Linked DNA regions of Mus musculus: region 1 is linked to region 2. The links are chromatin contacts, called in public HiChIP or PLAC-seq maps. All regions are on one chromosome and are shown on one strand. The core of a region is the stretch at or near the end of the contact, and the rest is flanking DNA. Distances in the headings are between cores, read along the strand shown.

The links. HiChIP or PLAC-seq counts read pairs in DNA pulled down with a chosen protein or histone mark.
Region 1: an H3K27ac HiChIP or PLAC-seq map of the NIH/3T3 cell line shows a contact between it and region 2, with 5 times the contacts expected there. The contact joins two enhancer-like sites. A contact is called at or near these places in 3 of 484 Hi-C or Micro-C datasets (3T3-L1-derived adipocytes, the HL-1 cell line and the N1E-115 cell line) and 1 of 115 datasets of contacts at active chromatin or transcription factors (the NIH/3T3 cell line).

The regions. Positions count from the first base shown.
Region 1 is chr6:94,982,747-94,986,632 of GRCm38.p6, forward strand. No RefSeq gene overlaps it. Among named protein-coding and RNA genes, the nearest start is that of 4930511E03Rik, 41 kb to the left of the region's middle. Within about 2 kb of position 1,860, at least 10 of the 459 cell types and tissues checked have an H3K27ac peak or open chromatin away from gene starts, as enhancers often do. A contact at or near this core is called in the NIH/3T3 cell line, where this site is marked.
Region 2 is chr6:94,404,277-94,407,741 of GRCm38.p6, forward strand. No RefSeq gene overlaps it. Among named protein-coding and RNA genes, the nearest start is that of Slc25a26, 94 kb to the right of the region's middle. Within about 2 kb of position 1,330, at least 38 of the 459 cell types and tissues checked have an H3K27ac peak or open chromatin away from gene starts, as enhancers often do. A contact at or near this core is called in the NIH/3T3 cell line, where this site is marked.

The DNA.
Region 1 (3,886 bases), core at 610-3,109, 580 kb after region 2:
GGATGAAGACAGAGCACAGCGTCTTCACTCACTTACGACGCCCTATTAAAACCATTTCCAGCTCCTTCTTACCATGGTTTCCAACCACTCAAACGATGACTAATAATTTTGTTTGAATTTTTCTCATTTCAGAAGTGCTATGTAAATGAAACCACCAATATCTAATACTATGAGGGTTGTATGTATCCATGATTTGTCCTTTTTCTTTTTTTAAAAAATTTTTATTAGGTATTTTCCTAATTTACATTTCCAATGCTATCCCAAAAGTCCCCCATACTCTCCCCCCACTCCCCTACCCACTCACTCCCACTTTTTGGCCCTGGCGTTCCCCTGTACTGGGGCATATAAAGTTTGCATGTCCAGTGGGCCTCTCTTTCCAGAGCTGTCTCTTGTGAGACTATGCCGGGGTCCTTTTTCTTTTAACTGAGTAATATTCACCTGTGTGTGTGTGTGTTGGTTTGTTTTGCTGTCTACTTGCTGAAGACCCTCTAGGCTAGTTGCAAGTTGGAAGCGTTGATAAAAAAAATAGCTAAAAACATTCATATATAGTTTTACTTTGAATATATCCTTTTATTTCTCTAAAACTAATACCCGAGAGTATAACTGCTAGCCCAAATGATAGCTAGAGGTTTAGTTATGCAGAAAATAGTCAAATTGTTTCCCAGAGTAAGTGCCCCATTTTCATAATGGTGCCCACAATGTTTGGATGATCCATTCTCTCCTCATGACTCCAGCACTTGGTGGTGTTCCCATTTCTAATCTAAGTAACAGGCAACAATTGTATCTCCTTTGGATTTTAATATATATTCCCTAGTGGCTGATACTGCTGAATACATACTGTCTGGATGCCCTCTCTAGTGACATAGCCACTCATATCTTTTACCAATTTTCTCAGTTCCTGTAGCTTATCTTCTCACTCAACTTACATGGGCCTTTTCAGTGCAAAAATTTGCCTTATAATTTTAAAATGTCAATTAGAAGAATAAAAATAACCATGCTTGCTGTTTCTTCCAGTAATTTAGCATGTATTTTCCTTGAAAGTGTTCTAGTTTCTGTTCTCTGTGACTAGATAATAAAGTGATATTGTATACCATGAGATTAGTTGGAAATAGTTTCAGACATGAATGAGAAGTGAGCTTGGATGAATTTTCACACTCTGTTTCTCCTTTAGAGAACAGAGCTAGCAATGAACATCCTTCTCTTGCAGACAGAGAAAATAGATGTAACTTCAGAAGAGAAAGCACACTAGTGTCTGAGACACTAAGCGGTAACTGTAGTCTGGGTAAAGGAAAGAAAACTGCATCACAGGAACTGTGATGTACCATTTGAATCACAAAAAATCTAGTAACCAGCTCCAACTACAGAAGGCTGGATCTCTGGATGATGGGAAATCCACACGTATGAAGCACCATAGCCACAACCAGAAATGGTCAGGTTAGTACATCATTGTGACATGCTAATATCCAGGTGTGGTCTTGTACGCTTATAGGCTTGTAATTCAAGTACTGGGGAGGTTGAGGCAGAAGGCTTCCAATTTCAAGGTTCACCTGAGCTACATAGTGAATTTAAGGCCAGCCTGGAACACATGGTGAGATCATACCTTAAATACAAAATAAAACATACATATATGCATATATAAAGAGTTTGAAATGGAGTTGACCTCTAATTGGAAAACAATTCCTCTCCTAGATGACATAGGCTATCAAATAAAAAGCTAAGCAATGTAAAATATGGGGTACCTCTTTTCAAATTGTGGTTAGCAGGGTCCCATAGACTGCCTCTAGATGTTACAGGCTATTGCCTTGCTCTTAATTGTCTCCAGATGGTAAGACTCTGTTGCAGATGCCATACACTTTAGTCATAGAATGTTGGGAAATCAAAGTGGTACTGACCTGGAAGCTTCCTCTCTACTGACTGCATGTCACAGTGCTGGAAGGTGCCGTGTAAACTACTGAGGGAGAAAACAAACCATCTGTGAGCCCTGTGAGCTCTAATAACAACTGGCCTGGCAGGGCAGGCTCACTGGGGCAATACTGGCATGGATGTCGTGGGAGCAATCAATCGTTTTCTGATTATAGTAAAGGCCTACTCCACAAGATGTGACTCATGCTCAGCAGCATCAATGGGGCCAAGAACCTATCAGCTTGCTAAGTCATAGGCTCTAGAAGAGAACCTAATATTATTATGCTGCTAAATGGATATAGCAGCAAACTAGTCTTCTCTTCATGTCATGGACTAGTGCATCTCCCAAGCCTCATCAGAGAAGCTTATGTTTTGCAGAGACCCTCGACTAGTCAATGCTCAGAAAATAATGACCCACGTGTGTTAAATAGCACATCTATATAATACCTCTTCCTCCCAGGGCTTTAGGGCTCACTACAGAAGAGGGAGCAGAGAGATAGTACAAAGCAGAGGTAGTTGATAAATACAGAGAAACTGTGTCGTTTTGGACATGACAGGGCAGCTGCACACAGGAACAGTGGCTATGACTATATGTGCAAGATAAAGCCAGACAAAATCCTAAGCATGGGTGGGGATGAAGTCACAAACTGAGGGCTTAGGGAACGTGGGCCCTGAGAGAATGCCCATGTCCAGTAGATGGCCTTATACCCATGCACATAGTGGCAGCACTAGGAGACTCCATGAGTTTAAAAAAAAAAAAAAAGCACATGAAATTGGGACAGAGTAGTGCTGGTGGAGATGGAGGAGAAATTGGAAAGATAAAATAAGAAAAAGAAAGAAGAAGGTTGATGGCAGTTAGACAGCCAAGGTGTTGTGTGAACTATTCTGAGTCTGATGGTGTATATTTGATGGTGTATATTTGATGGTGTATATTTACAGAGTGTTAACTTATTCAATTTTGCATTTCAACTTTCTATGTTTTAACTTAGGCTTAAGAGTTTGAAAGAATGTATCATACCCAAGCCTGAAAACATCCAGTTTATGAAAATGCAAACACAAATGGTTGTCCTTCAGTTCAGGACTCCCCATAGATTCCAACGGCTACAGAGGCACAGTATCAAAACGTATTTGCATGCAGCCTACCAACATTCTCCCCCACACTTTCAATCATCTGTAGATCATACAGAATACTTATTGCCATGCCAATGATATATAAATAGTTGCCATATTGTCCCATTTAGGAAAAAAATGATGTTACAGCTTGACTATGAAGTGCCCCCATAGACTCATATTTCAAACACTTGTTCCCCAGATGCTAGAACTATTTTGGGAGGTTCTGGAAACTTTAGGAGGTGTGACAGGGTTGCAGGAAGTAGGTCATTGGAAGCATTCTTTTGAGGCTAGAACAGGTCCTGGTCTCTTCCTAGTCCTCTGTTTCCTGCCACCCTAAGGTGAGCAGCCTGCAATACATGCTCCCAATGCTATGGTATCCTTGTTTCAGCACAGGCCTGCAAATGGCAGAGAAAGAGACTATGGGATATAATCTCTAAACCCTTGACAAAAAAAATCATCTCTGCTTTAAGTTGCTTATGTCAAATGTTTGCCATAGTGCCAAGAAGACTAACAACAAATGACAAGACAAAATAGGCTACATATTTCTAGCATGGCAGCAGTTTGATTGTAAAGACACAAAATCACAGATAACACAGCCTACTGCACACTTTCACATGCTCTGTATTAGACACAAGACAGTAATGAGCTGTGTTGATCGTGGGGTTGCCTAAGCGATACAGAAGTTGTTCAAGGATGATTTTTCTTACTGTTTAAAAGATCGTTTAGAAGAGTCCATAAGTGTGCTGTCTGCAACTCTGCAGTCATTCTCAATGACAACACTGCCCTCTAGTGTTCTCTTCTTTCTAGAACGAAGAGACAGTCTAGCAGTGTGTGCATACTCAGATGCATTGGTTTCAGGGACCACCACCAG
Region 2 (3,465 bases), core at 80-2,579:
TAGAAAACTGCAAAGGCAATCAAGGTCCCACCCCTGTTCTCTGAAGTAGTTCATAAGAGTTTTCTGATCCTCCTTTGGAGAAAGGAATAAAATCCTCACTGGACGGGCTGGTTTTGTGTGTCAACTTGACATAAGCTGGAGTTATCACAGAGAAAGGAGCCTCCCTTGAGGAAATGCCTCCATGAGATCCAGCTGTAAGACATTTTCTCAATTAGTGATCAAGGGGGAAGGCCCCTTGTGGGTGGGACCATCTCTGGGCTGGTAGTCTTGGGTTCTATATGAAAGCAAGCTGAGCAAGCCAAGGGAAGCAAGCCAGTAAGAAACATCCCTCCATGGCCTCTGCATCAGCTCCTACTTCCTGACCTGCTTAAATTCCAGTCCTGATTTCCTTTGGTGATGAGCAGCAGTGTGGAAGTGTGAGCTGAATAAACCCTTTCCTCCCCAACTTGCTTCTTGGTCATGATGTTTTGTCCAGGAATAGAAACCCTGACTAAGACCATCAAGTGCCGTGAATGAACAATGAAAACAGCTTAAAGTAGGAGTTTATTTCCCTACATTTAGAGGGTGTAGTCCATCTCAGAGAGGAGAGTGTGACCCAGGAGTGGTACATTCAAGCAGGAAGAGGATCCGAAGCAAAGTCCCTCTGTGTGTTCCCGATGGGATCTAGTTATCTGTATTCTATGTCTAAGTGTAATTTGTAACACCATGCTTCTTGAAGAAAGGACCAAAGGTTTAACCAAAAGGTCTAAGCAAAATTGTCATCTGGTCTTTGGCATGAAACCAGTAAAAGTTCACCTTGGTAGCAGTATCAGAATCTAACTCACAGTTCTTTTTTTTTTTTAAGATTTATTTAATTTATATGTATACTTTATATGTATACTGTACATGAGTACACTGTCGCTGTCTTTAGACACAGCAGAAGAGGACATCGATCTCATTACAGATGGTTGTGAGCCACCATGTGGTTGCTGGGATTTGAACTCAGGACCTCAGGAAGAGCAGTCAGTGCTCTTAACTGCTGAGCCATTTCTCCAGCTCCCTAACTCACAGTTCTTAAGGAGGATGATGACACAGCACACTGCTATTCCCCCAAGCACGTCCTAGATTTTGCCTGGTTTATTCTGCTGCAACAGAGATCATACACTATTTGTCGGCATGGTGAATGGAAGGATGGGTGGATGTGGGGTGTAGAAAGAGTTAGGAAGTATTAAGTTAGGAAGTGACACCCTCATCCCAGGCCTGCCAAGTTGGATCTGCAGAGGATGTGAGCTTCTGAGAGCACCATCCTTGGAATAAAGAGGACCAAACAGAGGCTGAGTCAGAATGAGTCATGTGCCACTCAGATATCCCAGATGCCTCTGAGCCGGAGTAGCCCTACACCGTAATCGCTGCTGGCTGCCTAGGTGTCTCTTAGGCCTTTTAAAACTCTAATAGTCATAAGGTTCTGGGAACTGAAAAAAAGGCGTGGATATCTCTAGACTGCATTTACAAGGACCATATAGGTGAAAGAGTCAAGTGTCTGTCTGCATTGACGGCTCCCTTTGCAACTGCAGAAACCCAGGCCAGAGAAGTAGGCTCTATCTCAGCCAACACTTGCAAAGGTGCTGGCTGAGTCAGAGAGATGAGGCCTGCCAGAAGAAATCCCACAGGCATAACGGTAAAATCAATGCCAGTGCTTGAGAAAATTGAATTCATGAGACCAGAGACTATTAGTGAAAGGTGAAAAATCCATATTTTCCATCTCTTCCCAAAGCAGAGTCACCATCAGTGTAAGATGACCAGTGAGCATTGTTGACAGGAGACAGTGAAGACACCAGATTGCATGAATGGTGGGCATTTGGGAGCCTCCCAATGTTTCTGTGTTAGACTTTTCATTATTTTGAAAAAAAAAAAAAAAGACCAGAGAAAATAAACTTTTAAAAAAGATAAAATGTATTTGGGCTCAAGAGATCTCAGCCTATAGTCACTGCTTTTAAGCCTAAGGCAAGGCAGAGGCTGGCAAGGGCATGGTGGAACGGAGCTAGCTGCTCACTGAGTAATGGCCAGGAAATGTTGCCTGGGTCCAGTAATTTCACCTCTAGGGGTACAATGCGAATGTTCCCCAACCACCCTTCTTAATTATGCCTTAGTTCTGAAAGCCAGCAAGATAACAGAAGTGCAGTGCTAGCCCATCATTACTAGCTACAGTATCCAGGCCGTTTGAGTAAGTGCTTCAGGCCAGTTAAGAACACAGAGGGGGCACAGAGAGGCAAGGGGCTGAGAAGGCACTGACTGCCCCACAGTAGACTCCCTGCTCTCTCCCAAGATCCAAGATCTGACCTTTTAAAGTGCAGTGACCTTTTTCTTTCTTTTCAAGAATATTACTTGAAAATTTTCATAGTAAATACAATGTATCTTGATCAAATTCATGCCCACCCCACCCCTCCGGCTCCTCCATACACTCTATCACTGTTTCCTCCCAACCGTAGTAGCTTTAATGTACTCTGTTGAACTAGAATTACTGAAGCTTCTGGCACCAGACTTGCCCTCCAGTGCCTTCTCATTAAATGGTTTAGCTCCTTCCAACTGCAGGGCCTCCAAACGCAGAGTCCTGTTTTACTATTTTTTGTCACTACCCTCTGCCCCTGGTCAGGAGTAGGTAAAAAGAGGAGTTGGGGACAAGATGTTGATTGCTTCTAAAGGTGTATCCCCACTGATCTACTTCTTCCACCTATACATACCCCCTACCAATTCCAAATAATGCCGGAAGATTATAAATCCATAAATCCATTAATGGATTAATCTATAGATGGAGGCAGAGTCCTCATGACACAATTACTCCCCAGAAGTCTCATCTCTGAGACTAGGTAGATGGCTTAGTAAAGTACTTGCAGTGTAAGCATAAAAACCTGAGTCCAAATTCCCTAGCACCCACATTGAAGGAGGAGGAGGAGGAAGAGGAGGAGAACAAGAACAAGAAAAAGAAGCAGCAGCAACAGCAGCAGCAACAGCAACAACAACAGCAGCAACAGCAACAACAACAGCAGCAACAGCTGGGCACAGCAGCCTATACTTAGAATCCCAGAAATAGGAAGGAACAAGAGGGCCCCTGGAACTCGGTGGCAGTTATTCCAGCTGAATAGATGAGCTCCAGGTTCAAGTGAGAGACCCTGTCTCAAAAAGATAGAGATCGACTGAGGAAGACAGCCAACGTTAACGTCAGGCCTTCACACTCTTGTGTACCCACAACACACCCTGTGAATGCATACCACACATACCTAGCTCTCAACACTGCCTCATTAGGAATCAAGCCTTCGACCTGTAAGTCTGTTTGTTGTGTTGTTGTTGTTGTTTGAGACAGAGTTTCATTATATAGCCCTGGCTGTCTTGGAACTTGCTATATAAACCAGTCTGCCCCTGCCTTTCCAATACTGGGATTAAAGTTGTATACCACCATGCTTAGCGTTGTGTGAGCCTTTGGAGGGG